Linked DNA regions of Sus scrofa: region 1 is linked to region 2. The links are chromatin contacts, called in public HiChIP or PLAC-seq maps. All regions are on one chromosome and are shown on one strand. The core of a region is the stretch at or near the end of the contact, and the rest is flanking DNA. Distances in the headings are between cores, read along the strand shown.

The links. HiChIP or PLAC-seq counts read pairs in DNA pulled down with a chosen protein or histone mark.
Region 1: a contact with region 2 is called in an H3K27ac HiChIP or PLAC-seq map of alveolar macrophages. The contact joins the promoter of H3F3A here to the promoter of TMEM63A in region 2. A contact is called at or near these places in 1 of 5 promoter capture datasets (fetal liver), 1 of 47 Hi-C or Micro-C datasets (epiblast stem cells) and 1 of 2 datasets of contacts at active chromatin or transcription factors (alveolar macrophages).

What each region holds. Positions count from the first base shown.
Region 1 is chr10:13,934,317-13,941,613 of Sscrofa11.1, forward strand. H3F3A (H3 histone, family 3A) reads left to right here and starts at 5,622. Exons shown (of 4, transcript NM_213930.1): 1 at 5,622-5,657; 2 at 7,203-7,297. The coding sequence starts at 7,226.
Region 2 is chr10:13,810,872-13,818,270 of Sscrofa11.1, forward strand. TMEM63A (transmembrane protein 63A) reads right to left here and starts at 2,418. Exons shown (of 24, transcript NM_001243189.1): 1 at 2,294-2,418. LOC100524517 (left-right determination factor 2) reads right to left here. Exons shown (of 5, transcript XM_003130541.4): 2 at 6,007-6,253; 3 at 5,567-5,809; 4 at 4,926-5,230; 5 at 4,286-4,923. The coding sequence ends at 4,868.

The DNA.
Region 1 (7,297 bases), core at 4,372-6,871, 130 kb after region 2:
CCAGCCCTTATTGTTTGTAGACTTTTGGATGATGGCCATTCTGGCTGGTGTAAGGTGGTACCTCATCGTGGTTTTGATTTGCATTTCTCTAATAATGAGTGACGCTGAACATCTTTTCATGTGTTTCTCGGCCATCCGTATGACTTCTTTGGAGAATTGTCTGTTTAGATCTTCTGCCCATTTTTGGATGGGGTTGTTTGTTTTTTTGGTATGGAGAACCTAAATTATTTAGATCAATGTTTTCAATTTTCTTTTCCCATTTCCTGGCACATACATTAACTGCTAAATTTTCTAAACACTGGGCTGATTAGGAAGTGGAGGGAGTCCATGCCCACAAATAAGAATTTGTAGGTGGCAACAGTGCATATAGAAAGACTTTTTTTTTCTTTTAATGGCTGAATCTGTGGCTTATGGAAGTTCTGCGGCCGCAATTGGATCCGAGCCACAGCTGCGGCAACACGGGATCCTTTAACCTTCTATGCCAGTCTAGGTATGGAATCTGCACCTCCACAGCAACCTGAACTCCTGAAGTTGGATTTCTTTTTTTGTGTGTCTTTTTTTGCCATTTCTTGGACGCTTCCGCAGCATATGGAGGTTCCCAGGCTAAGGGTCAAATTGGAGCTGTAGCCGCCGGCCTACACCACAGCCACAACTCGGGATCCAAGCCAAATCTGCAACCTACACCACAGCTCACAGCAACGCCGGATCCTTAGCCTACTGAGCAAGGCCAGGGATCGAACCTGCAACCTCATGGTTTTTAGTCCGTTTCGTTAACCACTGAGCTACGACGGGAACTCCTTGTCTTTTTGTCTTTTTAGGGCCGCACCCGTGGCATATGAAGGTTCCCAGGCTAGGGGTCCAATCAGAGCTCCAGCTGCCAGCCTACACCACAGCCACAGCAACGTGAGGTCTGAACTGCATGTCTGCAACCTACACCACAGCTCACGGAAACACCAGATGCTTAACCCACTGAGGCCAGGGATGGATCCTGCATCCTCATGGATGCTAGTTAGGTTCGTTACGGCTGAGGAACAACAGGAACTCCAAAACTTGCTTTTCTTGAAATTGACAATTAATCCAGTTCTTGGAGATGTTTTTTATTTTTTATTTTTACATGAGTTCTTCAACAATTTATTCTAAAACAGACTTTGTGTTAGGTGATTTTGCCACAACTGAAGGCTCATGTAAATGTTCTAAAAACATTTAAGGTAGGCTAGGCTAAGCTCTGACATCCTAGGTAAGATGTACAAAGAGATGTTTTTTAGAAAGAGATAATCCTCTTTTCTTTTAAAGGATTTTTGATGAAATAGAATTTTCTCATCTGTTTATTGATACTTAGCAAGTGTCAAGAACTTATCTTCCTTATACCGATGAGAATATTGAGAAAGATATTATCATTAAGATATTATCATTAGGAGTTCCCGTTGTGGCTCAGTGGTTAACGAATCTGACTAGGAACCACGAGGTTGAGGGTTCAATCCTTGGCCTTGCTCAGTGGGTTAAGGATCTGTCGTTGCCATTAACGTGGTGTAGGCCGCAGATGCTGCTCGGATCCCTCGTTGCTGTGGCTGAGGTGCAGGCTGGCGGCTACAGCTCTGATTAGACCCCTAGCCTGGGAATCTCCATATGCTGGTGAAGCTAGCTGATGGGTACACTACACAGAGATCCAGCACACTATTCTACTTTTGTGTATGTCTGATAATTCCACAGAACTGAATGAGATCACCTAATATAGAGGTTCAGCAAATGGGGAGAGGCCCCATCCTGGGGGTGGAGGAGAGTGAAGGTAGCAGTGCTAGAGCAGTGGAAAGAAACAGAGGAGACCACTACTATCCCAGAGCTGCCATTTACTGGGGAAGAGACAGATAATAAATAAGCAAACAAATATGACAGATGTAAATCAGTGTGAGAAAAAAAAAAAAAAGGTGATGTGATCAAGTGTGCACATGAGTGGCCTGAAGCAAAAGCTCCTTTAGGCAGTAATCTTTGCATGGACTGACTCAGGAGCCAATCAGATATCAATAGTGATCCTCTCCATTCTAGGAGGTCCCTGGTGGCCTGGTGGTTAAAGGATCTGGAGTTGTCACTGCTCTGGCTGGGGCCACTACTCTGTCACAAGGGCACCCCTGGCCTGGGGAACTTTTGCATGCCATGAGTGCAGCCAAAAAAAAGAGTCATTTCCATTCTACTTCTTAAACTTTTACTCATAAACAAATCTGAATTGGTGACTAAGCTTTCTATTCTAGGGATTTTTTTTTTTTGCTTTTTAGGGCCATACCCATGGTATATGGAGGTTCTCAGGCTAGGGGTCCAATCAGAGCTACAGCTGCTGGCCTACACCACAGTCATAGCCACAGCAATGCCAGATCCAAGCAGCATCTGCAACCCACTGAGCGAGGTCAAATCCACAACCACATGGTTCCTAGATGGATTCATTTCCACTGCACCACCACAGGAACTCCTAGGAAAGATGCCTTAACTTAAAAGCTTTTACAGGAGTTCCTGTCATGGCTCAGAGGAAACGAATCTGACTAGTATTCATTCATGAGGATGCAGGTTCAATCCCTGGCCTTGTTCAATGGTTTAAGGATCTGGCATTGCCATGAGCTGTGGTGTATGTCAAAGACACGGCTCGGATCTGGCGGTACTGTGACTGTGGCGTAGGACAGCAGCTGCAGCTCCAATTGGACCCCTAGCCTGGGAACCTCTACATGATGCAGGTGTGGCACTAAAAAGACTGAAAAATAAAAATAATAATTATAAAAAATAAAAGCTTTTGCTCGTCTCCTTTCCCTTGTTTTTTAAACTCCATTTTTTTTTTCTTTTTTGGCTGCCCTCGAACCATGCCAATGTTCCCAGGCCAGGGGCCAGGAATTGAACCTGCACCATAGCAGTGACAACGCCAGCCAGAGCCATCAGGGAAGTCCTAAACTCCAAATTTTGAGATCATTGTTAGCCCAAGAGTTCTAGCAGTAGAGCCAATTTAAGACTGACCCTGGTATCCCTTTAGGATCCCCTTTTTGTCCTGACAGCTTTGCTCCCCCTATGATCTGACCCTAAGGCCCTTTTCTCCCCTCAGCTACAGCTCTGCCACTCTATTAGGAATCCAATGGACCTCTTCCCTTCCTTTCCTCCAAGTGCTACTTCCCTGTGTAAGGCAATGCTTCTAGAGACCATGAGCCCCATGAGGGCTTGTATTGTTCACTGTTGTATTCCAGCACCCAGAATTGGGCCCAGCACATAGTTGGCACTCAATAAATATTCACTCAGTGAGAGAACTTCCAGAAGCCACTGGTAGGTAACAAGGCACCTATCCAGGTGCCAAACATATTTGATTCTACAACTAGAAAAAACAGTCTTGGAGTTCCCGTTATGGCTCATCGGTTATGAGCCCAACTAGTATCCACGTGGGTGCAGGTTCGATTACTGGCCTCATTCAGTGGGTTAAGGATCCAGCACTGCTGTGAGCTGTGGTGTAGGTAGCAGACAATCGTGGATACTGTGTTGCTGTGGCTGTGGCATAGGCCAGCAGCTGCAGCTCCAAGTTGACCCCTAGCCTGGGCACTTCCATATTGCTAGGGTGCAGCCCTAAGAAGCAAACAAAACAAAACAAAACAAAACAAAAAATAAAACTTCACACAGATAAAAATATTTCCTCCATTTTACAGATGGTTCAGACAATCCAAGATCAGAACTATTTTACCTAAAATAGTCTTTCCTGTCCTTAGAAGTATTTTTTAAGCCAAAAAATAGAAGCTATGGAAAAATCTAGCATATAAAGAGAACATTACCCATGCTATTTAAAATTTCTTGATGTAGGATTAATTCAATTGATATGGAACAGCCTTCCTGGAAAACTCTTGGAAAAAAACAACAGATATTTTAGTTCCCTCAAAACAAAACAAAAAACAGGCAAAAATAAATAAATAAATACAACCACATTTTCTTGGCTGGAATTACAAGAACTCTTCACTGGCAGCTCAGCCTAGGGTTTTCTGCACATATGCTTTTAGGATAGGCTTGCAGAGTGCATGTGTTCTGTACAGCAACCACAGACACTTAACATTCATTAAATAATAATGAAACAGAAGGCCTGGATTTTGTTTGTTTCTCCTGGGTCTGTTCCTCACTTAAGTGACCTTGGACAAATCTATTTTTTCATATGTGATTTCCATATATCCGTTTTTAGGATAATGTTTATGATTACAATGCTTTATAAGATCTTCAAACTGCGGAAAAGTAGTTAATGCCCTCCATCTATGAAATTTATCTTTCACTATCCTATGGGATGTCAGCATGACACTTCTATTGAAAACCTTCACACATAGTTGCAAAGTGTTGTCAATACCAACTAGGGACCGTGCAGATATTCTGAGTCCAATGAACTAACAACATGGATAACTTGAAACGGTAAGTCTGTTTCCTACGCTACTGAGAATGGAAAAATATAATCATCCCCAAACCACGTTTTCCTTATTTCTGCCGGTTTTCTACCGCATGTAAACTATGCAGAAGCCGCTGACAATGTTTGATTTGGCAATTCTACCTAACATTTCATCGTTAAAAGGCCCAACAGGCTAGTAGGACACTCGGCCAGAACCGGAGTCAGGCCCTGGTGCAGTTAGCTGTGTATTCCATACATTGTTTTAGAGGCTTACAAAATACAGCCATCTTGCATCAGGCATCCCGGCCCAGGAAGGAGGCGAGCCCCGTCCCCTCCGAGATGCTACCTGCGAAGAGTCGGGCGTCCTAGGTGGCAGAGCCCGTGCGCGCAGCCCGCAGCCCGCACCGCGGGGCCCGCCTCCGTCCCCGGGCCAGTGTCTTGAGTGAATAAAGTTGTCTGAGGGCGAGCCAGCGGCACCTGGCCCGAAGCGAGGGCACGAAGACGGCCGGCCCACAGCCCTGCCAGCCGCTAGAGCCGCCCCCTCCGAAAGTGGGCGCAAGACGGGAGGCTTCTATTTGCAAGCTTCCTTTTGGGTAGTGTTTTCAACTGGGCCGCGGCGACCCGGCCCGCCGTGGCCTCCTCCCCGCCCCCACGCCGCCCGGGGTGCCTCGGGGACGCGCGCCGGGGCCCGCGCCGGAGCGGGGCGCCCCCTCCTTCGCCCTCCCCGCTGCGGCCCGAGACGCCCGCAGGTCGGGCGTTCACCCGCCGAGCCTCGGCCGGCCCGCCCCACCCCCTCACTTCCCCTCGGCGCCCCAAACCCGGGCTTCCAGAGTTCGATGACGTGTGCGCACGGAGCGGGGTGGGAGTGCGGAGCAGGGGAGCGGGAGTCAAAACTGGGGCGGGCGGGCAGCCGTCTCGGCGGGAGCGACGGCCCTTCGGCGTGTCTTTTGTGTTTGTACACACACGGCGCGAGGCTGCCGGGAGGAGGGAGCGGGCGGCGCGCGGGGGAGGGGCGAGCGCGCGCCAGCGAACGGGAGCGCGGGGGGAGGGGCGGGGGCGGGGCGCGAGCAAGGGGCGGGGGGCGGGGCCGAGCCTTCCCTCCATTGTGTGTGATTGGTTGGCGCGCGGCGCGGGGGCGGGGCGGCGTGTGTTGGGGGATAGCCTCGGTGTCAGCCATCTTTCAATTGTGTTCGCAGCCGCCGCCGCGCCGCCGTCGCTCGCCAACGCCAGCGCCGCCTCTAGCTCGCCGAGCTCCAGCCGAAGGAGAAGGGGGGTAAGTTTCCCCGTTTGCCCGCTTCCCCGGAACCGAGCCCCGCTTGCCGTCAGCCCCGGGCCGGGCCCCGGCGGTGCGGAAGGGGGGCCCCACGGTCCCTCCTGCTTGGCCCACAAACTTTTTGGCCCAGAAATGGAGAGGAGCGAGTTTCCCTCTCCCCTCAGGCGGCGGCGGCTCCGGCGGCTCCCCCGTCTCTCGCCGCCTCAGCCCAACAGCAGCAACCGCCGCGTCGCCGAGCCTGCTCTCCCTCCTCCCCGCGCCCCTGGCTCCTCTTTCTTCGGTGAAATCCCGCCCGGCGCCCCTTCCCGGGACCCCAGACCTTCACCATGACCCGCGCGGGCCTCTTAACTACAGCCCCCGGGCCCCGGCCCCCAGTTTTCGGGCGGGAAAAGGGTGGAAATTGCCGCTGCTTCCCACCCTGGGGTAACTCGCTTTTTGCTGCCTCCCCACAGTTGTTGCTAAGCTTCACCATCTTGTCTCTCTTCTCTGGTCACCGACCATATTTTTTCCCCCGTTTCTCTCTTCCCCATTTCAAAAAAGGAGGACAATTTTTAAAAGAGAAACATGTTTTTCTCCTTTTTTAGAGAAGCGGAAACTTGATGCATTTGAAATGCAAAAAAAAAAAACTTTTGCATTTTGGAGGGCGGCACGTGGCAGGGGATCGGGGTATTTTCAAGCGTTTTGGTGTTTTGTCTCTTTGGTAGGGAATCGGATACGTTTTGCGATTGTTTCCATTTTGTTCGGGTCTGGGAGCTCAGTTTGGCTGCGCGAGACGCTGGGAGCGAGACGGGCAGGCTGGGGGACCCTGTGCCGAGGGGCCGGTGGAGGCGAAACCAAAAGTTTATGTCGTGCTTGGGGTGGACCGGTCGGTCGCTCTCGTGCGTTAATTAAAGCCTGGGTGCGGGGCACTTGTTTTTATTTCATTGCGAAGCCTCGGAGGACTGGACGGCGAGGACGGGGCTTTGTAGAATGCTCGCTTGGTGGTAGCTGTTGTTCCCCTCTTGTTTTTGGAGACGCCTTTTTGTCAACAGAACTGTAGAGATGCAAAATCAGGAATGTTTTCTGATATTTACAGCAGTCTATCAACTGCCAGACGTAAAGGGGGGGGCAGCGCGGGGGGGGCTAAAACCTTTTTTGCTGTAATTTGACGCGACCTTTCTGTGGTTTGTGGCTTCATTATTTTGACTTATTCGTTGATCGGATGTTTACAGACATTTCTAATTTCTACTTTAATTAAAGAAATTGAAGCGAAGGCAGATAGGGGTCTTTTTGTTTTGCCATTTATCGCTCAGATTTAGCATTTTGAGAGGTGACTGGTGTTAATGCTAACAATTTTCTAGTACTACAGTTTGTTTCAAGAAGTCATATTTGGGTGGTAGGCGTAATCTGCACCCTTTCAAATTATGTAACATTACGGACATTTTTAAATACTGAGCCAAATTTTCAGATTGGGGGGGCGCGGTGGCAGTGGCAGGAAAACTTGTATGTTTGGTGGTTGCATGTGGTGATTTTTTTTTTTTTTTTTTTTTTTTTTGATGCTGGTAGGTAAGTAAGGAGGTCTCTATACCATGGCTCGTACAAAGCAGACCGCCCGCAAATCGACTGGTGGTAAAGCACCGAGGAAGCAACTGGCTACAAAA
Region 2 (7,399 bases), core at 1,168-3,667:
CAGGTTCAGAGAGCCAGAGGTGGGGAGAAGGGGACAGCTGGCAGTGACCAGGAGAGAGCAGACTCAGGGGGTGAAAGCCTGACAGTGCTGGGCAGAAGACAAACCTGCAAGCAATATCCAGCCATCTCCTAGTCTTATCCATGCCTTCCAAAGAGCTCGCTGCTCATCCCCTCTGTTCAGGAAAGCCAAGGATTACCATTGAGGCCCAGATGAGCAGCAGGTGACTCGGGACCCAACCCAAAGTTCAGCCCTTGTACACCCCAGAGTCTGGCTGTGGCCAGTGGGACAGAACCCAATCCAACAGGTGATTCCAAAATTGCAAGAGAAGTCAACCACCAACAGTAACCCCCTGCCCACCCAAGCTGGCAGCAAGGCCTGTCCCCTGCAGCACACCTGAAGAGCTCCAGGCCTCCCTGCCAGAAATGGCAGCAGAACGCTGCAGGAAGTGTGCGAGCATTGTTGGCTCTTACAAATTCAGGGTGGTTTTATCATCACCAAATCTTCCGACTTTATTACCCTGATAGCAGGATAACAAGCAGCTCCAGGCCTCCTGCCACAACAGCTGACTCTGATGTTCTAGATTGTAGGTTGCAGGAGTTTCCATCGTGGCTCACTGGTTAATGTACTCAACTAGTAGCCATGAGGAAGCGGGTTCGATCCCTGGCCTCGCTCAGTGGGTTAAGGATCTGGTATTGCCGTGAGCTGTGTTGTAGCCCACAGACGAGGCTGGGATCCTGTGTTGCTATGGCTGTGATGTAGGCTGGTGGCTACAGCTTCAGTTGGACCCCTAGCCTGGGAACCTCCATATGCTGCAAACCTCTCCTTAAAGCCCCACCAACGGTCCTGGACAACCTTTACCTCCGTAGACACTAGCCCTGGAGCACCAAGGGAATGGCAGAGCATCTGGCTGCAGTGGGAGGCAGGGCTCCCCGCTCTATCAACTGAGTGGGCTCTGGAGTTAAGCTGTTGGCACCCCACAGCTTAGACAAATGGCTTAACTCTATGCCTTGGCTTCCTTCTCTATAAAACGGGGACCACGATGTTTCTCCTGCAGGGCTGGTGGGAGGCACACACCTGAGACAATGCCCCTTAAAGCGCTCAGTCAGGGCAGAGCCCTAGCGGGCACTCAAAATCTGTTTGCTTTTACAAAGTCACCTCTCCAGACAATGGGAAACACAATAGCAGCCCCCATCTGATATTTTCCCTGTGAAACCCCAATAAACAGCTGGGGGAGGGCATTTGTCCCCAAACTAGACAAGAGGTGTGTGAAGGGAAAAGGAAGCCTCTCCTTCTGCACACACATCCACCTACGGCAGACTCAGGACTGGGACAGGTGTCAGAGGACGGAAGAAGGTGGAAAGATAAGGGGCCAGCAGGAGGGAGAAGGCCGGCATATTGGGCATTTCTCCAGGAAGAGATGACCTGGAACCTTGTTCATTCCCAGTGACAGTCTGTGATCCTGTGGGAGCCAGGGCGGGAGGAAGACCCCAGGAAGCCTCCGCAGCCTCCATGCACCCACTGAACTGGGACTGGTGTACACAATCCACTGGCTTAACCTCAAACCCTCAACCCTGCCGGGGCTGGGACACAGCCACACAAGGTGAGTGCGGAAGGAAGCTGGGGGGCGAGGGGCGGGGGAGTGTCATTCTGTGTCCCACGCTGTGGACTCCGGCTCTCGGCCACCGCGGAGTCTCAGGTAGCCAGGCTTCTCAGGTACTGGAACCTCGGCGTTTTGGGTTTCCTCGCTGAGCTCTCCTCGCTCTCCTCCCCCCTCCCTACCCCCAGCTTCCCTCCTCGGGTCTCCCCCTGGGTCGCATGGAGTGGTGACTGAAAGGGAAGCCCCAGCAGCAGGGGACACAGACGCCTGGCCCTTTCCCAGACTCGCCTCGCTTTGCATACCTCGCAAGGTCAGAGAAAGACGGGCCCTAGGCTGCGCTCCGGGTTAGGCTGGAAGGTCGACTCCAGCTGACAAATCCCCAAAGGCGGGGTGGGGGAGGAGGAAGGGATCGGCCGCAATAGCGAAAAGCTGGAGAAGGGGCAGTCCAGAAAAGTCAGGGAAGCTGGGGAGGCGCCGGCTCGGGGTCTGCGCGGCCCGGGCACCTTCCCTATCCTCCCACTCACCCTGTTCTCCCCTGCTCCGGACTCCGGGCGGGAGAGGCGGGAGGACCGCGCCCCGGAACCGGACACTAGACGTGGCACCCCGACGCAGACCCAGGTCCCGAGGGTCCCGGGAAAGGCGGAGGGCGACATTCTCCACCCCACCCCGGTCCCCTCAACACCCCTTCTCCTTTACCTGCGGCGGTGGCGGTGCGGCGGTCCAGCGAGGCCCGGAGAAATTTTCAGGCTCCACTCGGCCGGGCGGGCGGTGTCTCAATCACTTAAAAGTTACAAAGTGAAACTCCGGCATCTCCCGCGCATGCGCACCTCCGCAGCTCTCCCAATTTGCAGCTTCGCCCGCGCTGGCTTCTGCCTCGCCGCCGCCTCCCGCGCCTGGGGCCCTGCGCCCCTCCGTGATCCTCCGCCCCGGCCTGGCGTCGGGGCCGCTGCTAGCCCTCGCAGCTCCTGCGGGCAAGCTGCAGGCCCCGGCCCTGCCCGCTCGTGTCCCGGAACCGAGGAGGGCACCGCCAGAGCTAATTCCCCTCCCCAGCCTCCGGGCGCGTCCCCCTTCCCGGGCACTTCGGGGAGCCCCGGGCCAAGCACAGGGTGGTCACGGGCAGGGCGTGTTCGGGGAGAATATCGGCAAACCTTCTTGATTATGCTGTTTTGCACCGAATTTCCTCCAACGGCCCGAAAGTTTGAGGATGGGAAGTCTGGCCGGGCTCAGCCAGCGGTCACCGGACGCCCGCTGCGAAAGGCCACGGCTCCCCCACCGCTCTAAGAGCCGGAGAGTGAAACCCTGAGGGGTCCTATGTTTGGCCCCAAATGAGGTCGCAGTGTTTTCAGCGGTCCTCTGGAGCCAAAGCGAGTACTCCCCGTACCTGGGGACACCGATCTAGTCCAGCTCGCTAAGCGCGGCGTATCTCCCCCAGCTGGGTCGCAAAGTGTTTCCTATGAGCCAGAGGCCTCTGCTACTGGACTGGAAGCTGCCCGAGGGCGCCGAGGTGTGTGCTGGCAAGACGCAGGTCAGGGTTCAGTGAGGACCGCACTCCCAGGGAAGCGGAAGAGCATCGCCTGCCAGCTGCAGCAAATTGCCATCCTCCTCCCGCCTCGGTTTCCACACCTGCAACGCGAGGGGGTTGGGCCAAAGCTTCCTCTCAGCTCCTTTCTAGCGCTAAAACTCTGTAAATCCTCAACAGCCCTTCACTCCGCACCTGTACACTTTTGCAGGGTCTCTGAGCTCTCCTCCAGTTCTGGGCTTTCATCTTTCCTTGGGATGGGAAAATTTCCTCCCCTCCCTCCCACGAAGCCAGCACCAGCCTGTGGCTGTCTGCTGTGGGGTGGGGGTGGGGATGTCTCCAGTTTCCTCAACAGTCCTTCTCTGTCCCATCTGGCTTCCTCCTTCTCCCCCACCCCCAGCCGCTAGTCCTTTCCTGGAGCTGGTCCTTGGGCCTGCGCTCAGCCAGCCTTTGCCCTTCCAGGACAAATTTTTAATTAACTGAAAAATTAATTTTAAAAAATTAAATCTTATATTCAGCCTATTAACATTTGCTCCCTTTATTTGCCCCGAAATCTAAAGGAGTGACCCATAGTCTTGTAGTACTGATGATATTGGGGGTTTTTTAAATGATTTTTATTTTTTGCGTTATAGCTGGTTTACAGTGTTCTGTCAGTTTTCTACTGTACAGCAAACTGACCCAGTCACACATACATATATACATTTTTCTCACATTATCCTCCATCATGCTCCACCATAAGTGACTAGATCTAGTTCCCAGTGCTATACAGCAGGATCTCATTGCTTATCCACTCAACAGGCAATAGTTTGCATTAACACCAGCTGATGATTTTGGTCATAGTTTGCATCTATTAACCCCAGCTGATGATGATTTTAAATTTTGTGTCAAGTAGAATTGAAATAAAGCCCACTTGCTGTGCCAAAGTAAAAATAGCAACTATGACAGAAATTTTTTCGGTCTTGGTTCTGAAGACAGGCACACTAGAATCAATTCATTTCAAACCTCGTGTCCTGTATTACTTAACTGAGACTTTTTTTCAAACAAGTGGCCACACCTGTTGCATGTGAGATTTCCCGAGCCAGGGGTCAAGCCACAGCCACTACAGAAGCAACACCATGTAGTTAAGTTGTGAGCCATAAGGCAAGTCCCTAACTGAGAACTTGAACAAGTTTTTTTTTTTTTTTTTTTTTTTAGCTCTTTCCTTAAGTTTTCTTATCTGATTGACCTAATCCTGATAGAATTTTCTGTTTCCTCACAATTTGCAGGGTACTGGGTAAAACAGAAATACAGAATAAAATGGGTTTTCTTTACCTCTTGCAGAATTCTCTTAGTATCTGAGTTGGGATTGCACAGCCCATACTTGACCCTAGGTTTTAAGCCCAGAGTAGCAGCCCCATCTCCCACCCATAGCACCAAGCTCAGCCCAGAGCCAGTGACAGGACAGGGTAACAATGACAGACTGGGGTTTCTGCTCTTAGGTTACAAAATCTACACAGGTAAGTGCTTAGGATACAGTGCGCTGAATAATACAGTGCAGTCAAGAAGAACGAAGACTGGGTGGGGGCTAACCAGTGGCCAGAGAGTCTTGTTCCTGGGAAACAAATTAGGGGGTGAACTGACTGGTCAGAAGAGTCCAGTAGAAAGCCCAGAGTATGTGTCATTGGCAGCTCAATAACCCCCATCTCTCCTGGTGCCCTAGAACATTGCTGACACACACGGAAGCCAAGTCTCTCTATGGCTGCATGCTGTGCCTACGGCTCCAGCTTCCTTGGCACGGGCGCCCCATCCCAGGCACAGCTGCACTCTTCACCCTCATGTTGGGCAGGCTGACCACCTGGGGCCTGGGCTTGCCGCCCTCCTGGATGCTGACGATCACGGGCAACGAGGTTGTCTCCGAGGCGATGCACTGGCGAGGCCCCAGAAATGGCCACCTGAAGGCCAGGGGCTCGGGGGGCTGCTGGCAGGTGCCCACACACTCATAGGCCAGGAAGCCCGGGGGCTCCAGGACCCAGTTCTCAGCCCATTTCATCCCCTGCAGGTCAATGTACATCTCCTGGCGGCAGCAGCGGGTGCCCTCGGTCACTGGCGCCTTCGGGTCACAATTTCCCTGAGCTCTGTGGGAGGCAAGGAGGGCCAGAGTCAGAGGTCGGCTGGGAGGGCAGAGGTCAGGGAGCCCAGGGTGGGGCTCAGTGGGGCATCTGGAGGGAGACCGATGACCCATCTCTCATAAAGGTCCAATGCTGGTTATTTGTGATAAAGACAGATAACTAGAAATAACTCCAAAATAAGTAGAGCTAATATTATTCCTAATGTACTCCTAAGAGTGGAAGCAGAGATTTTATATATTCATGCATTCCGTAGCTCCCTGAACCATTACCCCCTTCAAAGTAAGTTCAATTTCCCCATTTGTCTCATTATTCAGGTTCATTAGTTTGACCCGCAGTGCCTACCCGTAGTCCCTGAGGTCCAGGGTGTGCAGCTCCAGCTGCGGCTCCCCCTGCCCGCCGCCCGACGGCCCCTGGGAGGCGAAGCGGACCAGCCTGTGGGCGTCCGAGCCCCGCGGGCCCGGGGGCTCCCGCTGCACAGACACCTGCAGCAGCAGCGGCTGCCGGGGCCGGCGCAGCTGCTGCCAGAAGGTCACCGCCTCCGTCACGTCCAGGGCCTGCCAGCCGCTCTCGTGGATGGACACCAGCCTGCGACACCACAGCGAGACAGGCCCGCGCTGAGCGGTGGGGACCGCGACGGCTCGGGGCAGCCCCGGGAGCCCCTCTCCCACACGCCCCGGGGCCGGGACCCTGCCGCCCCTCCCTCTCCCCGCTCCCTGCCTCCCGCCCCCGGCCAGGCCCCCTCCTCTTCCCTCCTAAACGCACCCCAGCCCCCAGCTCCCCACCTGGAGTCGATGAGGGAGGTGCGGTTGGAGCCGTCCTCGCGGATGTGCAGCCACTGGACGGTGACCCGGGCGCGGTCGCTGCGCGGGAAGAGCCGCTCGTGCCGGCGGAGCGCGGCCTTGGGGACCGGCTCCTGGAAGAGGCGCAGCACCGCCTGCACCAGCTCGCTGTGGGGCGGCAGCCGCTGCTCCATGTCGAACACCAGCAGGTGCGTGGAGGCCTCGGACAGCAGGAACCTGCCAACCACCTCTGCGGACACGAGTGGGGGTCAGCGGGGCCCCTGTGGCTACCGGGGGAACTCTGAGGATGCAGGGCCTAGAGCCAGTGAGCAAGATTTGCCCCAGTAATGCCGCTTGGGGAGAGGGGCATTAGAAGCTGGGAAACTGATGGTGCAGGACAGAAAGAGGGCATCTCCATTCTCAGAAACACTGTTAGGGGAGTTCCCATTGTGGCTCAGTAGGTTAAGGATCTGGCGTTGGTGTGGCTGTGGTGTAGGCCGGCAGCTGCAGCTCCTATTCAACCCCTAGCCTGGAAACTTCCATATGCTGCAGGTGCTGCCCTAAGGGGAAAAAAGGAAGAAAGAAACACTCTTAGGGCCAAGCCTGTCTCCAAAACCATCGTCTGGGGTTGGGGCTTGTTTACTGGCAGCCTCCACCCTCAGCCGGTAGGTGCAGCTTTGGAACACTGAGCAAGCACTGGGGCTTCAAGCGACAACTAGAGACTGGCTGCCTTCATTGGGCAAAGGGGCCCCAGGGGGAAGGGAGGGCGGGGGGCAGAGGACCCACTGCTGGAACTCTATGGTCACCCGCTGGAACTGGCTTTTCCTAAGAAGCAGGGGCAGAGCCCTGAATTTACTTTCATTTCCCTGCCTGGTGAGGGGCGCCCAGTGAAATGTCCCCAAAAGGAGGAAGAGGAGCCAGTGGCCTGTAAACAACCCCTGTGGGGCCACTGAGCCCTGAGGGAAATGGCCAGTGTGGGCCCAACCCCCTCCTCAGGGGCACCAGTCACGTGTCCCCAACACCTGAGGCTCCAGGTGACAACACTTGCCCAGACCAGTCAGCCACATGGCCAACACCCTCCCTTCTGAGGTGTTCAGGTCCCCAGGCACCCCACCTGATCTGTCTCTGGGCGCCCAGGAGGTGAGCCCCAGCACCGGGGAGGTGAGAGAATGCAACAGATTCAGACCTGGTGCCTTACAAGTCTGGGAAGTGGTCTGAGCTCATTTGACCTCACTTCCAGAAACACAAACAGGCTCAGGGCTGTTGGGCGACTTGTCCAAAGGAAAACAACAAGTGTCAGAGCTGGGAACTGAACCCAGAGATGGTTTCACTCGAAGGCAACCGTCTCTTTGTCCCCAGCACAAAGTCACCTCCACGGTGCGTCTTCTCCCGTCCC